2 separate regions of the Rattus norvegicus genome follow, and region 2 is linked to region 1. Evidence: chromatin contacts called from public Hi-C data. All regions are on one chromosome and are shown on one strand. The core of a region is the stretch at or near the end of the contact, and the rest is flanking DNA. Distances in the headings are between cores, read along the strand shown. Region 1 overlaps Ebf2 (EBF transcription factor 2). Region 2 overlaps Ebf2 (EBF transcription factor 2).

Region 1 (6,949 bases), core at 2,542-5,041:
GTCCCCGCTGCCCCTAGTTGAAGAGACTGGGGGAATCCTAACCTTTGCACCAGTCATTTCTATTTCCTTTGGGGGTCACAGCCCTCTGCAGAGGGAAGAACACAAGATACTTGGTGTGCATTTTTCTCTCTCCAATCTGATGTTGCTACCATCAGAACATTCTTGTCCCTCCACCTGAACGTGACAGTAGATGCTTGCTTCCTCCTGAGATGGAAAAGCAGGTTCCAGAAAGCACCATAATATGAAGACACCAATTGTCTTTAAGAAATAATCCCCACCAGGAATACAACAGCAGAGAGATCTGTGGCCTCTCCTGCCTCTTCCATGAAGGTTTCTCCTGTGAGGTAGACACTTCTCCTCCCACACATCTTAATATTCTATTTCATTGTTTGGTTTAGTTTTGAGATAGAGTCTCACATAGGCCAGGCTGGCCTTGAACTCACTATGTAGATTAGGGTAACCTTGAATTTCCAGGCGTGTGCTAGCACACTCAGTTTTATTTGGTGTTGGGAATGAAAGCCAGGGCTCTGCACATGTATTGTCACAACTGAGCGACACCTCCAGTGCCTTGGCTCTGATGTGTTATTGGAGCAAATGGAGCAGTCCAGGAGTGCTGCATCCAGTCTTCTACTTTGACTCACCTCATGACCTTGAAGGAAGCCCAGGGCCTGTGGTCTCTTACAGACTCTGCTCAGAAAAGGCGACTCAATTCCCTACCTGCTCCTATGGGAAACCAGAGATATCATTTGCTTCCCTTTGTGGCCCTATTCCATTGGCTGTAGTTTGCTCTCCACACCCTCGGAGTTGTCTGTTGCAAACTATCTAATTCAGAGATCATTTATAGAAAGTTCTAAATGTTTATAAACTCAAAGCAGGTATGTCAAGGGATGGATGGCCACTGAAACAAGCAAACAAAAGTACAAATTCAGAATGCTATGAGCCCAGAACTCCAGAAAAGCCTACGGCATAATAGGACAACATACCATGAAGTCACTGAATAGGAACCAGGCTGGATACTAGGACTGCACTGGGACCCTGGATCTCATTCAGATCTCAGACCCCTAAAAAATTCATCACCTTCTCATATTCTTGCAGCTTTTGCAAGTACATGAGCACATGCATACCAGGGAGATAAAAACTCCGGATGATACGCTCCAGCCCAACCTTGTTTAACTTGGAAAATAGACATCTCACTAAAAAAAAAAAAAAAATTACACACACACACACAGATAGAGACAGAGACTATATATATATATATATATATATATATATATATATATATATATATATGGTCTTACCAGATATCTCAGTAGTTCTCTCTGCAAATAAAGACATGGCCACATAGTTTCCACGTGAAACAGTTTCAAACGTCCTACATTTGGGCTGTTCACAGAGACTAATATTTGAATGCTCTTGGGACACTCTGTCCCCAATTCCAATGTAATCATCATGACCAGCAGGGCCTGGGAGATCTTTGAGGTCAACATCAGCTTTCACCAATAGCATACAAGATGGACTGAAGTGACACCCGGGTGTGAGTCTATTTTTACCAAGTAGTATTTACAACACATCGTCCATCCTCTCCTAGTTTGTAAGCTCAAGAACCTTGTAGAAAATCACGAGGGCCCAGGCATAACAGCCCTGCATGCACTTTCTCCTTCTGGTTGCTAGATTAGATTCCCCTTCCACCCTCTTTCCTTTCTGTATCTGAGTGGCAATGCTGCAAAAACGGTGAAAGTGTCAGCCGAGAAGGATCTAGAAAGGTCATGTTCCACAGCCATTAAATTTACGTTCCCTCGGCTGACTGAGAGGACAAGCCAGTCTGCTGGTGCTACTGTCAGACAGACCAGGGACCACCGGAGACCTCACGGGGCATCCAGCCCGTCAACCTGCATGTTAGCCAGCAACACACTGAGATAAATGGATTCATAGACAAGCATTTTATATAAAAGTCAAGAAAGTGGGGTTGGGGATTTAGCTCAGTGATAGCGCTTGCCTAGCAAGCCCAAGAAAGCCCTGGGTTCGGTCCTCAGCTCCCAAAAAAAAAAAAAAAAAAAAAAAAAAATCAAAAATCAAAAAAGTATAATCAGGATATAAATAGAGACTTGATTTTTTTTCCTAAGTGTTTGAAATATTAACATCAATATTAAATCAGCAGCATTTTATCATCTGTGTCCATCTTATCCTGGGACATTTGTTTTCTCAGAAACTAAAACGGAAAGAGGGTGGGGAACTACTCTGTATGAAAATGCATAGTTTATCGACCACCCATAGGATTATTTAGCTAGTCTTGGTCCAATTTTCAACCTCCCCAAATCAATTAGAAATTAAAAAAACGAAAAACAATAACAGAGTATGGATGAATTGTAGATCCAAAGCTTTTACGCCAAAATGCTTGTGTGTGTGTGTGTGTGTGTGTGTGTGTGTGTGTGTGTGTGTGTTTAATATAGTATGCTTAAAAACTGAAAACGGTTTTTGGATTGCTTACATACTCTGAAGTGCTTCCTGCCTACATATCCTCAGAAATCCCAGGGGTTTTGCCTGGACACATGGAAAATTTCAAGTTGAGCCATTTTTAAGTTATCCGTGAGTGAAAGCAAAGGGGGGGGGGGCATGAAGTGGGAGTTGGAATTTGTCACGAAAGAAGGAAAAGGCATTTTGCTCTTTCTTTTCTGATCTTTGAGCTCTTCACATTGGCTCAGCATGGCTCACCCAAGTTGTAGGGGTTTTGTTACGGCGGGTGTTTTTCCACAGAGTAAAATCACCTTGGAGCTGAAGCCAGGTATGAGCAGATTCAGTGCGCCTTACGGGAGAGCACCAGGGAATTCTTCAGGCAGGGCTGTTCGGAACCATAGAACTAGCACTACTAGACGCAAATCAGATCACGTGTCACTGTGATAAACAACCACCCAAGTTATAAAGCAAGCATGTACTTAGTATCCATCAGCCAAAAAAATATATTTTTTTAAATTTTATTTTGAAGCATTTAACACAGAAATAATGGTGTCAATGCTAGGTATCACCGGAGCAGGAACAAGCAGTGTAAAACCTGGACTTCCTGGATGTGGATACTCCTAGGGGCTGCCTCTGCCAACTGAGGTTGTCTGTGAGGGGCTGACTATCCCCTGAATGAAAGTCTCCAGATTCTTCACAAACACTAAAATCCGTGAGGTGTCGTGTACAATCTAGTGATGATGTCGATAACGAGACAACTAGGGTAGAGAGGAGTAGAGAGTCAGAAAGTAGAAAGTTTGAAAGACCACGGGCTAAACAAGTTAAGTATGAAGGAGAAAAACCAAACTAGTTTACAGGGAAACACCTCACTCGGAAATGTAGTTACTGAGTCCATTTCATGAATCCCACATAAATAGCTGTAGACGCTGCGGACTTCCTAAGCCAAGGGGAAAACACGCATTTGAAGAACAAGGAGAGAAGCCAGAACGTGGGCTAATTGTCTCACCGGACGCCCTCTGCTGCAGAGACTGTGGGCTGAGACTCCCATTAAAGAGAAATGGAGGAAATGGATCAGAGATACTGCCCAGCCAAGACGGAAAGAGACTTTATTTTTACAAATAAACGTGTATATTCATAAAATGAGATAGGCTGGACATCAGCCGGGGAAAGTGGGGAAACCCAGAAGAAAAAGGAGCTTGAGGTCATGAGGCCCTCCTGTCGCCGGTGGAGGCTGTTGGAGAAGGGAAACCAAATATTGGCACTGTACGGCTGTGGTGATTTCCCCACTTCTTCAAATACAACTTTGTGACTGTGTTTAAGAGAGTTGCCCACTGTTACTGGTCTAATGAGCTAACTCTGAAATCTGAGCTAAAGACAGCTCCCTAGTGGCTGCTCACTGCTTCACAGACCAAAAGGAAACTTCTTTCAGGGGCCCATCAGGGCGAACCACTGCTGACAGCTTGGAACGGCACAACACAGATTTATTTCACAGACAGCCACAGACAGGAATTTAGCACCCTGTGCTGGCCTCCTGCTTAGTGGAGAAGGTGTTAAAATGCAACCATGCAGAGCCCTCCCTTGAACAAAACCCAGTAGCGACTAATCAAGCGGTCACCCGGTCCCAGCAGAAAATACCCAGTGATGTGGGACTGAGTGCAGGAGAGGGGTACAGGATTCTGACAGCTGCTGCGGGGCCGCAGCGGTGCAGCGTGAGAGCCACCTCCAAGAGCTCTAAATATTTTGCGTGACCTTTCAACTTACAAATTAATTGATTTATAAACAACGGCAAATGCTATTTATTTATTTATGACATCTTGGAATGCCTTCTCTGGATCCGAGGGCACAGCACTGCGGAGAACATTCTCTGGTGCCTGTAGAGATATCAGAAGCATCCGGTTGTGGGCTCGAGTAGGCATCAGTGAGCAGCTCTTTACCTGTCCATTCCAGAAACTTCCACATGCCTACCGGTCCGTGAATAAAATTAGTCTGTCGGCCTTGCTTTCTGTGTGTCTTGTATATGTATCTATGTGAACGCATTCGTGTAAGTTCACATGAAAGGAAGGAAGGAAAGAAGGAAGGAAGGAAGGAAGGAAGGAAGGAAGGAAGGAAGGAAGAAAGGAAGGAAGGAAGGAAGGGAGGCAGGGAGGGAGGGAGGATGGATATAGAGACAGACCATCCTTAAATGCTGCCCTCATCTATAATAATAATAGTTTTCATAAATATATCTCTTCAGATCACTTCTCACCATTAGAATTCTTGATAATTGGCAATGATAAATATTAATAAGCAACCACCGGTGAACATAAATACATAGTGTGGGGTTAGAGATTTAGCTCAGTGGTAGAGCACTTGCCTAGCAAGCACAAGGCCCTAGGTTCAGTCCCCAGCTCCGAAAAAAAAGAAAAAATAATAAATAAATACATAGTGAATAAACAGGTGATCTGATAATCCTCTAATTGATGTCACATCAGCAATGCAGAGACAGCCACTGTTACCATGCTCAGCCTCCCAGCAAGTCTTCCAGGAACAGAGGCAAGAGGACTCAGAACAGTTACCATCAGCTCAAAGGGCCCCTGACAGAACCAAGTTCAGTTTGTGTCCTGCCAGAGTAGGATCCTCCCTGCAAGGTAGCAGTTTTTGATAGCATTTGGGTGCTGGTTTTTGCCTTGTTTTTTTTTTTTCTTGAAGCTATACGTTATCCTATTTCTGAGACATGTATATAGCCCAGAGGTTATAGACATCAAGGATAAACACATGCCTGGACAAGGGTCATCTCAGAGCCCTGTCCTCAGGGAGGCTACTCTGTCTCACCTTACTGTGGGAACTGTACAAAGAGAACCCCAGGGAGCTGCAGCCTCAGGAGCAGGGCAAGCAAAGACAGCAACTTCCTCACCTTAGCAAGCCGGAGTCCAGGACAATCAGGGAACTCATGCCTGGTTGTTTTTCTACTTCATCCACATCTTTGTAAGCATATCACTCTCCTAGAGCTCCTGGGTCACTAATACTGGTTAAAGGAATGGAGCTTCAATTTTGTACTTAAAATTAAATGTGGAGCAGGGGTTGGGATAGAAGGAGAAGCCATGGATAAACTCCCCAAACTTCCTTTCCAAGGAAGGCTGCCCCATTTTTGATAGATATAAATATGTGTGCTAAAGTTGATATCACTCTTAACTAGTAATATTAATATAGTATATTTTAATGTATACGAAAATAGAGACTTGAAGCCATACAAAGAAAAAATGTAGCCAAAGGTTGCCAACTGAAAATAGCTAGGGAACTTTCTCTCTCCTTAAATTAAAAGTCTAAAGGTAGAGTGCAGCCCAGATGGTGGGGTGCTTGCCTAGTTTTTGTGAAGCCTTCCAGTCCATGCCCAACAGCGCATAAAACAGGTAAGGGGATGTTTGCTGGTAACTCCAACATGCAGGAAGTGGAGACAAGAGAATTAGAAAAATTCAAGGTCATCCTTGGCTACATAGTGAGTATTGAGGCTAGCCAGAGCTACATGAAGCCATGGCAAAAACAGCAAGATATTTGATACTTGACTCTCTGCTCATTCTGTCTCCCTCTCTTTCTCTTCCTCTCTCCCACTTTCTCCCTTTCTCTCCCTCTCCTCTCCCTCTTTCTCTCTCACCCTCCCTCTCCCCCTTCCTGTCTCTATCCCTCTCCTCACCTCTCCACTCATTCTCTCTGGGCATCTCATGTGACACAACCCCTCCCCCCACTTTCCCACCATGTTTCCATTCCCAGTTGAACTCTACAAAGATGGAGACGACGCACACTCCAAAAGTCAGAAGACAAGGCAGTGATATTTCCACCAACGGACACGGCTACCCTCTCCGTTCCTGCCCTATGTCCCTATGTACACTATGCCTTTGAGACATTTTCCACATTTGCGATGCCTTCAGATTTCTGGCAAGTGTGGCTGGTGAAACACAGATGAGAGGAAACACCCTTGCCTCCTTCTACAGCAGGCTGCGTGTGCTCAGGGCAGCCCCCTGTCTCCAGCCAGCCTTTGCTGAGAAACAGTGCTCCGTGTGTAAATGACCACTGATACCTACACTATGTGAAAGACATTATTCTGCATCAATGCTGTGACTCTTAGACAGTTCCTGTTATAAATCATAATGTAAGCATTTGCGTTTTCTTTGGGGGGGTGGAGACTCACAGATTGAGAACCACTGTTCTAGATGTTAAGGCTAAGCCAAAGTCACTGTGCTGTTGTCTGAAGCCCCCCATCCCCACCCCATGACTTAATAGTAATAAGAGTCAGGGAGAGAAAACAGACAGTGGGAAATTTAGTAAAATATGAAGCATGTAGTTGTTCACTGTTTTTTTTTTTAAATCTGAGGCAGGCACTCAGGATTAGAACCTTTGTGAGTTTAAGGCTAGCCTAATCTATATATTGAGTTCCAGGCCAGACAGGACTATACAATAAGACCTGTCTCAAAAAAAAAAAAAAAAGAAAGAAAGAAAGAAAAGAAAACTAGAACAAAAC
Region 2 (7,429 bases), core at 2,125-4,624, 87 kb before region 1:
ATGACCCAAACTAAGAGATGAATTAGCTCATGAGTGGAGAAGAAAGAAGAGAAAGTGAGTCGCTGGTCCTCGTCTTGGCACAAACCAGAGGTGGATGCCAGGCCCACCCTCATAGGTCAACTCTGTATTCATGAAGGGCCATTTACACTGGGACCTCCTCATCTGGATGAAGAGGTTCCACCAGTTACCTCACAGGGCTCTTGAACAACTAACTGGAGTGCAAAAATATATCTTTTGGGAACACTTGGGAAAGGCTGTAACAATTTTTGTGAGCTAAGGGTCCCTATTGTTGAGTAGCCCTTCTGGTCAGTCCTGTTCTAAGAGATTAAATGATTCATTAAAACGTTCCTAAAACTTAAAACAGGGTGTGGGAGGACAGGAAGTGTGCCACCACTAGTGGCTCCCTGGAAAAAACACTGGTTTAATAATGCTAAATAAAAGACAAAAGGTTTCCCTTTAAAAAATAAAATAGAAAACAGCTAGAGTCATAAAAACTCATCTGGGTGTGCAGAGCTTTCTGTGAACTATCTGGTTTGTTACTTTGAAAAACTGGAAGCTAGTTTCTTTACAGTTCAGATTATGAGTGTGTCTGGTGGTTTTGTTTGTTTGTTTGTTTTTGTTTTGTTTTCCCTTTTCTTTTCTTTTTCTGAAACGGAGAAATGCTTATGGTTAAACTTAAGTGGTAAAATGGAGGGCCTCCAGGCTTCCTCCTGAAGAGTCCCTGGGTTTGTTGGCGCACACCTAAGAGTTGAAAAGACTTACAGGGTTCAAGTCCTCCCTATGACTTGAACAAGAGCAAGGGGCTTTGTTTAGAGATGTTTTTCTTCATCTAGGCCCAGTAAATCTTAAATTATGTACTCATAGGAGAGAGTATATTCCTCTGAGAGGAAGCGGTCTTGACTGTGGAGTTAGCTCCCCGTGTGTCATTCCTGGGAACTGAGACTGTGCACCCCTGAAGAGCACAGCCATAGAACGGTTAGTTAAAGCCATCACTTCAGCTAACAGTGTCCTCCCCTTAAAGAAGTTCCTAAGGAACTTCTCTAATATTAATTTTTACCGGGAGGGTTCTATTTCCTGAGCACAGTTTCTCATTTATTTTTCCTTACAAGCTACAGATTCCTCCACCCTGACTTTCCCAGTTCGCACACTCAGGATGTGCAGTTTTTAAGTGATGACAACAGCAGTCTCAATTCATATGGCGAATCTGACAGTGGGCCTTACCTCCAGCCATAGAGACATATCCACAGTCAGTGTCACCTTCAAGCCAAAAAGGAAAAAGAGAGAGAGTGTGCCCTGACAGCTAGCAGGTGGTACATATGGGATTATCATTGGCCATTAACACCGGGTTGGATATCACATTTAGCCACCTTAGACTGCATTGGCCAACCACATAAAAATATAGGACCAGGTATTTCAATATTCTGTGGCTCCCTTAGTAAAACAGATTTTTCTATTACTTAGAGGTAACTGGATTTCATTAAAAAAAATTTAACTTTTTTTTTTAAAGAAGAACTAAACCTAGATGATATAAAAGTGAAACTGGGACAAAAATCAGGTCAAGAGTTTGATACAAAAGCATTTGGATATGGCTAAGAATATTCAGGAGTGTTATGAGTTTAGGGTTCCGTGGCTATATTTAGTCTAACGGGACCCCAGCCCCTCAGCCTGCATGAGACTAGAGGAATCATACATTTATTTTCCAATTTGTTGTATAAACTTTGCCGGGTCTCAGCACCTCTATTCATTCGGCAGAAATTACTAGCTTTCGGAAGTTTGCCAGACCTTAGTACCAAAGCCAGAAACATCTTTGACACGCCATGGGAATGTTCGCCCCTGCCTACTCTTTGTTTTTAAAACAGTCTTTAGTAAGCACACAGGGTATTGGGTCTCTCTGTGACACTTTCATACCTGTGTCGACACGCACGGTTCTTAGTTGTCCCTCCCACTGTCTCTCCCTCTGTGTGTGTGTGTGTGTGTGTGTGTGTGTGTGTGTGTGTACACGCAATGAGATCTCCTGTAGCCCAAGCTTGTCTTAAACTCAAGGATGAGGATGACCTTGAACTTCTATCTACCTGCCTGTACCTCCCATGTGCTAAAATCACAGGTATACACCATGACACTTAGGGTTTCTACATGCTAGGTAGGCACTCTGCCAGCTAAGCGTCATTCCTAGCATGTGTGCATAGTGCATATGTATGTATGTATGTATGCATGTATGTATGTATGTATGTATGTATGCATGTATGTATGTATGTATGTATGCATGTATGGTATGAACATATGCACATTTCATAGTTTCCTGTGATCTGTAATGTTGCACTGGTAGCAATCATCTTGCAGAAACCACCAATAATCCATTTTTTTATTTCTGGGGAAGTGGATATCTAGAGTTGTTTCTTTCATTTTCTCGTCTAAAAACTGAAGCTCAGACAAAAACTCCCCTGAGGAAATCAAAGCCGACATGAACCTGAGCACCCAGGGCTCTAAGGCAGTCTCTGGGCTACCTTCCATGCACATACACTGTGAAAGAGTTAAACAAAAAATAAAAGTTACAACTATTGCTCAAAACTCAGTTGAGATTTTCATACTCCTAGCTGCCACTGGCAAAGTTCCTATGGGACCAGAGAGATAGCTCAGTGAATAAGAGAACTTGCTGTTCTTGCAAAGGAGCTGAGTTCAGTTCCCAATACCAGCTTCAGGCAGTTCACAACACTCTTATCTGGCCTCCAGGGAGGTACACACACACACAAACACACACACAGTCTTTTAAAGTACAAATGCCCATGAACCAAAAGAATCATTTCAACATTTTTGAAGTAAGGAAGAGAATTAAATAAATGAGCAAATTTGTAATTGATACAGAAAGTGGGCTTAGTATGTAGCTCAGTGGTAGAGCACTTGCCTAGCTTGATGTCTACACATCAATACCCAACATCACAAACACACACAAAATATGAATGGGCTGGGCTGTATGATCTCATAGGCATTGGTCTGCTAACGAGGAGAGCTACTTTTGTTCACAAGAGCCTTCTGGATCCTGGAGTTTGGAGTGCAGTTTGTGCCTTCTCCCTATGAGGTAAATTAAAAACAAAAATAAGCAAACAAAACCCTTCCCTTAGGGAGTCAGCAGCTGACCTGGAAGTGAAGCATCCCAGTCCTTCACTAGAGGACACAGGGCTGGCTCAGCTTTCTCAAGGAGCAGCAAGTGAAGCCTGGAAGCATGGGAAACAGAAGCCACCACTCCCTCGGGAAGATGCACAAGACCTAGCCTGGCGATGCTGGGAGAAAAGCCACTCTCAACCAGCGTCCTCTGCTGACTCTGGACACCAGGGACCTGCCATTGGGCCCTCCCTACACTCACTGTCAGAACAACCACTCCTAGAAATGGCTCTGGCCCAACTCTGTGACAAGGGAGTCATCTTGTCCCATGCATGAGTCAGATGTATTGGCTGCTCTAAATCTACCATTCCTTCTGGAGAAAGTGGCCTTGGAATCAGACAGACTGAAACACTTGGGCTTTTTGTTTTCCTTTTACAATTAGTCCTCATCACGTCAGAGTGAGCATAAGAAAACAAGGACATGCCACTGGGTAAGAACACTAGCTGAGCTCCTGCTTAGGAGACGCTGCATTCAAATCGCACGACCCAGCACTGGGGTGTTGAGACAGGCAGACCCTGGGAGCTTGCTGGCAGCCATCCTAACAGAAACTGTGAGTTCCCGCTTCAGGGAGAGACCCCGTGTCAAGAGAATAAAGCAGAGAGCAAGAGAGGAAGAGACCCAATATCCTCTTCTGGGTGTACCCACGTGTGCTCACGCACTTACACACCCATTCCACATATCATCCAGGACATACAAGACAGTCACACTAAACAAAGAGCTTGATGCTATACATGGCTCCAGATTTTGAAATCTGTTTAAAACAGATTTATCACCCCCAGTAACATATCTGCTTCAGTGTAGATAGATACTAAACTCATAAAAAAAAAAAAGTTTTGTTTTTTTTTACAAGCTGAGTCCTGAGGTGAAGCAAGGAGACAGGGGCCGTTTTAAAATCAAGTTTGATGACTAAATTGAAAAGGCCAAGCATGACGGCACTGCCAATGATCTTAGCACTCAGGAGATCAAAGCAGGAGGAGGATAAGTTCAAGACCAGGCTTTGCTTTATAGCAAGACTCTCTATCAATAATAATCATAATTTCACTGGGTAATCCAGTGAGGCCTGGGTCATTATCTTCCACTATGTGTTTTGGTTATTATGTTTATAATTCTATATAGGAATATATGCTAACTTTGGTCTGGCCAAGTCTGTGATAGAGTAAGCCGTTTTAGCTGGCCAACAAGCACCCAGAATCCTCCAGTCTCAGACTCCACAGCTCTGGGATTACAGGACTTGGCTGCCCTGTTCAACTTTCTAAATAAGTACTGGGATCTAGACTCAGGTCCTCATGCCTGTGTGACAAGCAGTTGGATGATGGAGCCATCTCTCAGCCCTATAGCTATAATATTTTAACGCTGATGTCAGCCAATAGATTAATTTTGCCGTTAACGCTACAGTCTTTGTTGGAGCCCAATGTTTATGCTTTTTTCCTAAGGAGATGAGTCATTGAAAATGCAAAGCAAGCAGTACACTTGTCACCTGCATAGCATATGACGTCAGTCTCTGCCACCATGAGTTCATACAGACAGCATAATGAGGTGACAGTGGGATCTATAGGATAAAAATTAAGGGTAAAGGGATGGTGTCCGATTACTGCCTGTAGTCTCAGCAATCTTTTCACTTCTCTGTCTCTCGCTAGCCCACTCTCGCCCCTCGTGCGTGTTCCCTCGCATGTCTTCCCTGTAAAATTGGATAATACCTCTGAGAAATGCTAGCAGAATTACTTAGGAGCTTTGGGGAAGACTTAAAACACCTTTAAGAACTTTCTGGTGAAATAGCAGATGCCGTTAATGTTCCTAGCACGGCTCCGGCTCCGCAGTAAATAACCGCGCCACACTTGGAGAATTGTCTTTCTACTCAGTCAGAACGATCCTCTCCCTGGAGCTTAGACCGGTGACCCTCCACCTAAAGGGCTCCGTTTACTTCCAAAGAATAAATTACACAGGAGGGGAACACAGTAGAGAGTAATTAAGTTGCAAGTTGAGGAGGGATCAATGCTTACACTTTACGGGTTAAACACAAAGCTGATTACATCAGGCAGGAATCCGTGTTCCACAGTCAGCTGTAAAATAAACGGGAGTCCCGCGTTTGGAGTCTGAAACATCGCTCAAAACACTAAATCAATTTAACATCAATAATTGCCAGATATATGCTAGACTAAATGAAGCGATGCAGATTGCTTTGTTCACAAAGAAAACAGGGCCAAACAGTTTCCCTGAGCATAACTAATCCCCAAATCCTCTGGTTCCGTTACCAGACGTCTGAGCCTGAGTTCTGACTCTTGCGCATACGACTTGGCACAGGATGTTATAGGTCTAGCTGTTCCGTGCCTCCAACACACACACTGCATATCAGAGCCACAAGGTGACGGACGCTTAAGTAACCAGCATTAAGTACAATGGTGCCCGCCGGGACTCCCAAACACAGCAGACACAAGTGAAACAAGGGACCTGTTTTACGTATAGAACTCAGAATTTCCCAGACCTCTTTTAGAATGTTTTGGAAACACCTGTTTGGGCCTTGGGGGCCCAATCTCACTTTCAGGCTGCTCTGTTCCTCCAGCTTCACCACAGCCCTGCAACCCCAGTCGTGTTCCCAGTGTTCCGATTATAGGACTGGATGGGGCCCTATATCTCAGAGTGTTGGTGCCATTTTCACCAAGGCCCCAGAACAGTTTCTTATATGGGAAACTCTGACTCTCCCCCTCTCTTAACTCTCATCATTTTGAAAAGGTACACTCAGGACAAATTTTATACCCAAAGAGACCTGTGACTGCAGAATTTCTCTTAGGGTCCCAAACTTCAAGAAAGATTCTCCTGCCCCCAAACAAAACTATGGGTGCACAAAATGACCTAGGAGAGGTCAACAAAATAAGCTGTTGGGTGGAGACAGGGGACTGTCCACACCTTGTGTCTATCAACAACCTGGGGTATTTCTCAGCATGTCAGAAGGACACGCAACAAGGAGCTGGCAGAGAGCTAGGAATCTTGAGGGGGGCCATTTGCCAGTCTTCCATGCTCCATTCCCAAGTCTCCCTCACCCCACCATTATATCATGCCTCAGGTCTGTGAACACATTTCTTCAGCAGCCTTTTGACATGAGTACATACATGAGTGTGCATGCACAACTGTTCATGTGCATGCGTATGTTTATGAATGTGTGTGTACCTGTGTATATGTGAATGTGCATGTATATATACATGTGTGCGCACACATGTACATATATACCAGATGCATACACATGCATACACATGTGTATATACATGTGCATGTATGAACATGTGTATGCCTATATGTGCACATGTATGTACATTTGTGAATATGCATGTGTGTATATTGTGTGTGCATGTGTGTACATGCACATGTGTATGTTTCTGTATGTTTATGCACATATGTGTTACCACAAAACACAAAGCAGCTCTTCAGGGTATAAGTAAGAGGCAGCCAATCTCTAGATAATGAAAACTTTTTTAAAAGTCTGAACAACTATATGACAGTATATTTTAAAGTTCAAATGTGACTAGCTGTGCTCTAGAGTTTAGACACCCAGACTCTGCTTATAAATGGTCCTGAAATACAGTAGATATGAGCAGATATGAGTCAATTCCCTGAAAGTTCCCCTTTGTTAATTTCTTTGTAGGCTCTATCCACTTTCATGCTATTCTATCTGTCTGCCTGTCTGTCTGCCTATCTATCTGTCTATCTCTCTCTCTCTTTCTGATTTTAATGTCTCTCCTACCTTGCTGATTTATATCATTGCAAACTTCCCTCCACTTCTCAACACAGATGGTTTAAGAAGTTTTCTCCAATATATAGTCAGTTCACAGGGGTTAGGAACATAAGGCAAAGCTCCACATTCACAGGTACACACTGCCAGGTGTGAAAAGTCCTTATCCTGTCCATGAAGTGGGCCTAAATCTGAAGCAGAACAATTCACTTATGGTAGACACTATTGCAAAGGGCAGGCATTTGGGAAACATAATGTCAGCCCATGAGTTCTCACCTTCATTGTCCTCTTCGTTATCGATACTTTCTAAGTCTGCTAAGAGACATGCCACTGTCTCTTGACTCAAGTGGCAATCAAACATTTTAGGACACAGCCTTGTGAGGGGAAGGGACTCCTGTCTCTGAGCTGCCTATCAATTTGTTTCCTTACCTCAATGGTCAAAAATAAACCCACCATATTTTCTATTACCCCTTCTCTGATGGTTGGAAGGATGGCTCAGAGATTAAGACCAGAATTCAGATCCTAGCACCACAGAACAAGCCAAAT

Evidence for each region. A called contact is a pair of places that touch in the nucleus more often than the background predicts.
Region 2: a Hi-C map of psoas muscle shows a contact between it and region 1, with 2.2 times the contacts expected there. The contact joins two enhancer-like sites. A contact is called at or near these places in 2 of 12 Hi-C or Micro-C datasets (Schwann cells and psoas muscle).

The regions. Positions count from the first base shown.
Region 1 is chr15:45,646,348-45,653,296 of GRCr8, reverse strand. The region is part of intron 7 of Ebf2 (EBF transcription factor 2); the gene reads right to left. Among named protein-coding and RNA genes, the nearest start is that of Ebf2, 39 kb to the right of the region's middle. Within about 2 kb of position 3,791, at least 5 of the 93 cell types and tissues checked have an H3K27ac peak or open chromatin away from gene starts, as enhancers often do.
Region 2 is chr15:45,732,171-45,739,599 of GRCr8, reverse strand. All of the region lies in intron 7 of Ebf2 (EBF transcription factor 2), which reads right to left. Among named protein-coding and RNA genes, the nearest start is that of Ebf2, 120 kb to the right of the region's middle. Within about 2 kb of position 3,374, at least 7 of the 93 cell types and tissues checked have an H3K27ac peak or open chromatin away from gene starts, as enhancers often do.